Regions from separate parts of the Gossypium arboreum genome. Here region 1 is linked to region 2. A link is a contact called in public Hi-C data. All regions are on one chromosome and are shown on one strand. The core of a region is the stretch at or near the end of the contact, and the rest is flanking DNA. Distances in the headings are between cores, read along the strand shown.

The links. A called contact is a pair of places that touch in the nucleus more often than the background predicts.
Region 1: a Hi-C map of leaf shows a contact between it and region 2, with 2.4 times the contacts expected there. The contact joins the promoter of LOC108458653 here to the promoter of LOC108457716 in region 2. A contact is called at or near these places in 3 of 5 Hi-C or Micro-C datasets (all in leaf).

Annotation. Positions count from the first base shown.
Region 1 is chr4:111,182,248-111,186,502 of ASM2569848v2, reverse strand. It overlaps LOC108458653 (protein NODULATION SIGNALING PATHWAY 2-like), which reads right to left and starts at 1,705. Exons shown (of 1, transcript XM_017758058.2): 1 at 1-1,705. The coding sequence starts at 1,634. The coding sequence ends at 15. It overlaps LOC108460308 (importin subunit beta-1), which reads right to left. Exons shown (of 3, transcript XM_017759756.2): 2 at 3,598-4,255; 3 at 2,974-3,508. The coding sequence ends at 3,310.
Region 2 is chr4:110,973,189-110,978,005 of ASM2569848v2, reverse strand. It overlaps LOC108457716 (ammonium transporter 2-like), which reads left to right and starts at 2,221. Exons shown (of 4, transcript XM_053026482.1): 1 at 2,221-3,202; 2 at 3,284-3,569; 3 at 3,731-3,838; 4 at 4,800-4,817. The coding sequence starts at 2,558.

The sequences.
Region 1 (4,255 bases), core at 456-2,955, 210 kb before region 2:
AAGAAGAATTAGCTTTAATTTCTCCAGGAGGAAACTTTGACCAGTGTAATTCCTCTCCAGTCCAAGGTTAACTCATTTCCAGAATCCCCTCCAATACTCACCTCATAAGAATTTTCCCTTTCTTTCACCATTTCTTTAGCTTCCATTACTCTACCTCTGCTTACCTTCAATCCTTCCAATGTCGTCCCTGCCTGGAAATAGCATGTTTCATTCATCTCCTTCCATTTTTGGAACCAAGCTTGTGCACAGATATTAGGCCCTACAAACAAACACTCCATTGCCAGTCTTGCTTGGACCAGGTGCTTTGCCATGTTGGATTCCATTGATTCCATAGTAGCTTGGTAGTGCATCAATTGCGCATTAAAATATGCCCCAAAACTTGAGCCCGTACCATCTTTAAGTTTCTCACAAGCATCTCCTTCACCAAGCGTTATAATTCCCCTTTTTGTTGTTCTTGTATTGTCACCACAACTTGTCAATAATTGTTTAGCTATGCCTAGGAACTCATTTACAAGCTTCCTGCTCTTGTTTTTGCCCATGTGTGGGAGTCCCACCATGCAATTGAATGCCAACCATTCTTTAGTACCACCACCTTGTTTCTTTATTGCCATGAACTCATTCACCAAATCATGTATTCCGATTTCTTCAACTTTAAAGTTTAGGCCAAAGGACCTAGCATGGTCACAAAGTAGCCTTCTTGTGTGTTGAAATCTCCATGGAGAGTGATCATTTCCCAATTTTATTGAAGTCAGTCTCAATGTCTTATGTTGCCAATGTCCTGCTATGGCCTCAATCAATGAAGGCCATTGGATCCCGACTCCAAGGTCAAAATCAACGATGTGTAGCTGCTCTGCATCGTTGGGTATGGCTTCGAGGATTGCCGAGGTAGCAGCAAAATGAGCCAACCTTCCATATGGGAATATCTGGTAGAAAGTCCTGAAGGCAACCTCAAAGTTCTTGCTAGACTCTTGCATTAGATAATAATTGTTTTGGTTTTGAATATCTTGTGATAAATTGAATGCAATCCGTTCCAAAGTTTCACCAACTGGATTACCTTTCTCACTCACACACCTTAAGATTACCTCTGCAAGGTCTGTCTGGTTCTTCTCTGTAGCGTCTCCATGAGCCTTGAGCAGATGAAATAAGGGCAACTGATTATCAATTGCCATGGCTTCTTCTCCTAGGACTGGCATAGTAAGTGGCGATTGCATCGTATCGGTCGAGGCCTCGCTGGATCTTATAGATGAACAAGGACTCCATACATCTTGCCTTTGAGAGGACAAAGGAAAACTTTCTTCAACCCCATCAGTCAACATAGAATCAAGCCCTGCCAAGGGTGCTGAAATATCCTCCCATGGTACTGTGACCCGAAGCAGATCGTCATCAAAATCATAGGGTGAAAATGGTAAAATTTCATTGGAGAAGAAGGAATCCACACTGGTATGGAATGAAGAAGCAGCATCAAAATGGACAGCCATATTAAAACCATAGGGTTCTAATTGATCTATAGTTGAATTCACCAATGGCCATGAAGGGGTAAAGTCTTGTGATTGCATCATCTTTGTGATGTTAAGAGCAAAATTTGTTTTGCTTTGAATTTTGGCATATGTATATATAAAGTAGGAGATAAACATGTAGGAACAATTTGGCAAATGAATAAAATAATATCAGGATTAAAGAAAAGAATTTGCAATCAAATCTTTAAAAGATATATTATTCCATCAAGGTTCCCTGTTGGGTCTTCTTCCTTGCTTGGCAGGTTTTTAGAGGTGCTATTTCTTGGAAAATTTTATTTAATCCATATTTTATGTATTTTCTAATGAGGAGAGTTAGTGGGTGAATTTTACATTCCTTTTCATGGTAAATTGGTTTCGCTAAATCAGGAAGATAACCACTGGATAATCAATTTCCTTGTGATCATCATCGTATAATATTATAATATAAAGAAGATGAAGCAGATCAAATTAGCTTACCACTGACCAGGTCGCTTTAAGCTAAATTACTTAAGAAAGTTGGATCAGTGGTCAAGTGTTCTTTTTTATGGATAAATTGTGGATATATATATACTGGTTAAATAGGTTTTTTTTTTTTTTTAAGATTTAAGGAAATAGATTAAGTTTGAAGAGAGAGTATTAAAACACACTCAGCTGAAAGTGTCTTTTGAAATTTTTAAAAAAGACGTGTCTAATTAAACATATTTTCCTTAATATATTAGTAAAAATTTATCTTATTAAATGTGTTTTAAAACTTTATTTAAAATCAATCTACTTCTCTAAGTCTTAAAAAAATAACGACATATTTGACCTATTAAAAAAAACAACATATATGAATAATTTAGCTTAATTAATTATGTTATGCAAGAGATAATTATGGTTGCACTTGCACACCATTAGTGGCTTTAGTTTACATTTTCCTGGACACACCACGCCCCCAATATTAAAATGTTTAATTAATAAAAAAGAGAAAAAAAATCCAAATTATTTGGAAATCTATTAAAATGAGTAAATGTAATAATATCATTCAAAGAGAAAAGTTAGCAGAGAGTTGTAGGTAACTTCATCCTTACGTATTTAAATATTGTTGTGATACATTGTATTTGTCGTTAAGCACAGTGATCGTATAAAGCAATCATATCTGCCATAAATTCCGGAAAAAGATTTTTTTTTTTTTAAATTTAAATTATTATCATCTACATTTTAATGAAAAATACTATCAGACTGATTTAGAATTGAATTTAAAAATTTTGAAAAAGTTAAAAATTTGTTGTTTCAATTAGGAAAATGATTTGCTAGACTTACAGTGATGCATGTTTCAATAGTTATAATTAGTTGCATTGTACATACATGCAAGCTCTAAATTATTATTATTTAGGATGATCATTCATGTATGTATACATCCTTTTTACAGAACCACACGAAAATCCAGTTTGTTCAATTCAATGAGAAATTAAACCAATGCAATCAGGGAGAGAAATTAACTCGACAAACAACCGATTTAGAGGATGCATTTAGATAATTAAAAAAAAAAAAACTGTTTCACAAGTTTTTTTTGGACCACCTTCACATAAAGGCCTCGAACAATGCCAGCACTTAAACTTTCTCTACCCAATCACATGAGGATTAAGAAAACCCTGATAAATTCAAAACCCGAATCTGCAAATAATAAATGCACAGCTACATGTAGTAAACCACTTTCGGTTCCCGACCCTTACGAAAAACCTTTACCAGAACTAGATGGACAGCAGCTTTATAGCAAGCAAAAAGGACAGACCAAGATATCAACTTTTACCTTCAGCCCTAAATTTCAAGCTCATAAAACCATGACGCGTTGAATCATACCCTGGGTCCAACCTGCAGTCTCCTTCAGCTGCTCATCATCAGATCGGAGACATTCACATAGAAATTCATCGTAAAACAAGCAGTCTTTAAGCAAAAGCTTTATGTTGGATCCAAGAGCATCTGCAAGATCACCCATAACAGCAACCGCAGCTTTTGTCACACTTTCATCCCTGCAAACATGGAAACATATTTTAACTACAGATGATCCCAAAGGCTAAGCATCAGTGCACCAAAGAGGAAATAAAGAATATAGAACTACCTTTGATTGTCTCTAGAGACCAATTCTATAAACTTCAAAAGATGTTGGGCATAGGGCAACATCACATCAGGCTTCACGGTCTTAAAACCTTGGAGGATACCCGAATAAGCTTCAAAAATACTTCGTCGGAGCTGGTTGCCATAATCCACCATCTCCTCATCAGCTGTTTCCATCTTGGCACATATTTCAGCTGCTCCCTGCATCATGGGCAAAGCATACGGGACATACTTCTCAAAGTGCTCTCCTATTGCAAGAGCAATGTCCCCAAAGCAAGAGAATATGGGAGGCTTTACAGACCGGTGAAGTTCTGAACTAGCAAGATCCTTTAAAAGAAGACCCATGATGCCATCACAATAAGGTAAGACCTTGTCATCCAAGGCACGGCAGATATCACCAACAACCCCAACTGTGATTCCACAAACCTGGTATTCCTCAAAATTCTGCAGTCCCATCTCAAGATACTTATAGAACTCAGGCATGTACTTCTCAAACTGAGATCCAGTGGCATAGGCAAGAGCACCTATTGCAAGCATTGCTTCCTCGTGAACAGTAGAGCTACGGCAGCCAAACACCTTGAGGAACAGAAGCATGATCTGATCAGCCGCCTGAAGTATGATTGTTTTGGTTTCATCTGTGCTGCTAAGTTTCTGGATGATAA
Region 2 (4,817 bases), core at 972-3,471:
GCAATTTGAATTGATGGAATTAATTTTCAATCAAGTCAATATAAGTTGTAAGTTTAATTGCTTTAATTTTTGATCCTTTGAGTTGGAATTATTTGAGCTTACTAATCAAATATTTGGAGTCATTATTTCAAGTTATTTACATCTTGAATTTAAGTTTTTTTTTTTCAGTTCAAAATGAATAGATTCATATAAACTTTTTTTTTTTTTAAGATGAAATTAGAATTAAATGTATTTGAAGTTACGTAGTGATTTTTAAAATCGTTTGATTTGATGAGTTAAGTTGCTTTCATTTTCAGTCAATATTGCTGAAAACAGCATTAAGAATACTTGTTTCTATCAATCGAAACATTAGGGTAATTTCTATTGAATAACAATACATAAATTCTATTTGGAAGGGCGTCACAAAGCAGTTCTGTCACGGCATCTCCGAAACTGCTTATAGTCTTCAGCCCTGTGCATATGCTCTTCTCCGAACTCCAGAGAGGCAAAGATGATATGAGAAAGCTACTTGCTTTATCAAATTTAAATCGGGTAAATCACACCATTAGCCATTAAATTATGAGTAAAGTTTACTTTAGTCACTTAACTAAAAAAATTACAATTTGGTCATTGAACTACTCAAAAGTTTTATTTTAAGTCATTGGATTATTAAAATTAATGTTATATGACTTTCTCTGTTCACACTACTTATACTAATCGAAAACTCTCTTTCTCCTTCTCTTTTACGATTTAATTTTTTTTTTCATGAAACAACTTAGAATCTGTGAACCAAAATTTAAATAGCTTTTTTCTCCTATATCCGACATTGACCATCAAATCGACCAGGATCTAAATTATGTTCTTTTATTCGTTGATGGATCTTGATCCACTGTACCAATCATCAAATCATCACTTGGAGCTCACTGGTAGAACTTAAAAAATAATAATAATAAACTCAACAGACCAATGACTTAAATAAAACTTTTGAATAGCTTAATGACTTAAATGAAAACTTTCAAATAGTTTAGTGACCAAATTGTAACTTTTTTAGTTAAGCAACCAAAACTAAAACTTACACATAGTTTAATGACTAATAGTATTGTATGCCCATTTAAATATTATTTATTTAAGATAAACTACACCCAATATTTTTGAACTATACGTAAGTTTACACTTTGGTTACTCAATTTCAAAAGTTACAAAATAGTCATTAAACTATTTAAAATTTTACAATTTCATCACTCAACTTTAAAACTTACAAAACGATTATTGAACTATTCAAAATTTTCATTAAAGTTAAATATTAATGTAGTGGTTAAATCATTATTTTCATATATAACATATATTAGCCTCGTAATTTCCACGTGGCTTTAAGAAAATGTTTTGAGTGTTTTTTATTTTTTATCTTTTAATGAATCAAACCTAACCTATTTTCTCTAAGAACACTAAATTGAACTTAAGGAGGTTCCGAAATATAATTTAAAGTTAGAAGATAAAACAATCACTCAAAACGTTTTTCTAAAAGCAGCATGGAAACTACCGTAACTAATATATATGATAAACGGTGATTTAACAATCACATCAACCATCTGTTAATAATTTTAATAGAAATTTTAAAATAATTTAATTAATATTTTATAACTTTTTAAAATTGATTTCTTTCCTTTTCTTAGAAAACACCCTAAAGATACAACGGTGAAGCTTCCATCAATCCACCTTATTTATTAATATCACTAAATTTTCAAATTGAAAAGCTAAAATATCCACCAAATCCACCTATGATTATAGTAGTATATTTTAAAGTTTAAAAGATAAAATTATTGATTAAATTTTAGTTCGATTGTCAATATAAAAAAACATAAATTTAATTATAATGAAAATATATTTATTATTTTATTTAAAAGTTAAGAGGGTCTATAGACATATGTATTATATAAAAGGAAAAAAGAACCCATAAATTATGTACATAAAAAATGTTGTTGCAAAATCTACCTATGAAACTGTCATATTTTTCCATATTTTATTTATAATATCACATGGCAAATGCGTTGACTGATCAAGCCTAGCAAGTTCGCTAGGGCCAACACATGTGGGTCTAAAGGCGGAGACCTTTCTCCTAAATCAATCTTTTCCATTTGCACAAAGTCTAACTTCATCCAGAATATATACCAAACTTTCACAACTTACCAAAACAACCTAGAAGTATTTATTGAAAAGGATATACACAATGACATCTAGTCTCTTATTTTTAACTTTGTGGGTTACATTAATTTTAAAATTTGATAATTTTTGCTTAGATTTTGATTTTTTTTTTTTTTAAGAAAAATGATATAGCACTATAGGATAATGTAGCATAATATCAAATCACCATTCACACGTCAAAATGAAAAAAGGTTGACTAAAGTTTATTTTATCCTTAGTAAAATAAGGAAAAAGAAGGTTCCTTACAACGCATCTCACTTTTTTCTACCCAACCTAACATATAAAGAAGACTTAAGAGCGGTTACAAATAGAAAAGATATTGCCAAGGTGTGTATGCGTCCGAGTCAACCCGGCGCAGCACAAGCTACGTTTAGCCATGGATGCCAATCAGATAGCCTACACGGTAAATGAGAGAGCCCCAGCAGTGCCCCAATGGCTAAACAAAGGAGACAATGCATGGCAAATGACAGCTTCCACTCTGGTGGGGATTCAGAGCATGCCTGGACTTGTAATCCTCTATGCTAGCATCGTCAAGAAGAAATGGGCCGTCAACTCTGCCTTCATGGCTCTTTACGCCTTCGCTGCTGTCCTTATTTGCTGGGTCCTTGTATGCTACCGCATGGCCTTCGGTGATGAACTTCTCCCTTTCTGGGGCAAGGGTGCACCCGCTCTAGGCCAAAAGTACCTCGTTATCCGAGCCAGGGTCCCTGAGAGTAGGCACAGGGTCACCACCGACCGCTATGAGACCACGGTGCCCTTTTTTCCCATGGCTTCTCTTGTATATTTCCAATTCACTTTCGCTGCTATTACCCTTATCTTGCTAGCTGGTTCAGTCCTCGGCCGCATGAATATTAAGGCCTGGATGGCTTTTGTGCCTCTATGGCTTATATTTTCATACACTGTTGGAGCTTTTAGTCTCTGGGGTGGAGGCTTTCTTTATCACTGGGGTGTCATCGATTACTCCGGTGGATATGTTATTCACCTCTCTTCTGGGATCGCCGGTCTCACAGCCGCATACTGGGTAACATAAATCAAACTATTCGTTCGTATCATCAAATTTCGTGTATAAAATTCTTACAATTTGGTAACATAAATCAAACAGGTTGGACCAAGGCTAAAGAGCGACAGAGAGAGGTTTCCCCCAAACAATGTTTTACTGATGCTTGCAGGTGCAGGGTTGCTGTGGATGGGATGGTCAGGGTTCAATGGAGGAGCCCCATATGCTGCAAATATTGACTCTTCGATAGCGGTACTCAACACAAACGTTTGTGCAGCAACCAGTCTCCTTGTGTGGACATCTCTCGATGTTGTGTTCTTTGGGAAGCCTTCCGTTATCGGAGCTGTTCAGGGAATGATGACGGGACTAGTTTGCATCACTCCAGGAGCAGGTTCGATCGTAATTCTCTATAGTACCAGGAATTTGAGAAAAAAAAGTTTAATTTGTTTCCAGTCCCTATACTTTTTGAACTTTTGAATTTTTCTCTCTCTACTTTAATTTCAAGAATTTAGTCCTTTGTACACATTCAAAGTGTTTGTTAATTTGTTGCAGGCTTGGTGCAACCTTGGGCTGCAATAGTAATGGGATTGCTTTCGGGCAGTATACCATGGGTGTCTATGATGATCCTTCACAAAAAATGCAGTTGGCTACAACAGGTAGGTGACCTAATTAAGTTACAAACTCCCTTTCTAAATTTTTTTTGTTTCATTTGCTTTTGGTTTAAGTGTGTGTGTCTCCCATTCTAAGGCTTGACTTCTGTTGCCTTTGTTTGAATATTCTCATCACTTTTCCACATTTAATCAGATATTAATTTGAAACCACCCCTACTAGTTAGAAGGTCTAGAAATTTATGATTCGGTAGGTTCTTTATTTAAAGAGCAGCTATGTGGGATATGACTGGAGTCATTGAATTTAAGACCCCCTCCCCCACCCCCACGGTTCACAGTTGCGGCCAAGGCCCCTCCAAATTATCATAACCCAATTGAGTTCATATCATTGATTACCTCCACTTTGTGAAATGATTTGACGGCTCTTTTATCGTATGTACGGATTAAAATTAAGTTTTTAAATAAACCAATTTACTTTGTACAGCTAAAAAGATGGTTCCATGAATAATCCCTCTAAGCTGATATTGTAAGAACATTCAACACTTGTTACTTGTCTTGCATTTTTCCCATTGCTTTAAAGTCGTCGTTTATGAATGAGGGAAAAAGAAAAGGCCATCGTTTATACGAAAGAAAATGATCAGGTTTGCCCCACTTTTGAAAATTTAACAGGAAAGTAGCTTTCACTGGGGAATTTATGACTTTTTGAGCACTTTATAATTATGTCTCTAAGCTACATTCTTTAATAGCCAAAGCTCATCAATGTTGACTATTATATACGGACTATATAATGAAAACCCACTCTTAATTATAAAAATCCCATTGGGTTTTCTGTGAAGTACTGTTATCTTGACCTTTATATGTCTACTTCTTAATTTCCTTATTTAAAGAACAAGTTGGTTTTATTGCAAGTCAGAAACTAGAGGTTGCCAAATGCCGATATTATATTTTCCCATATGTAATGAAGTTTTAAAGGTTTGACTGTAATATTATGTTTTTTATCTAACCACAGGTAGATGATACTCTTGGTGTGT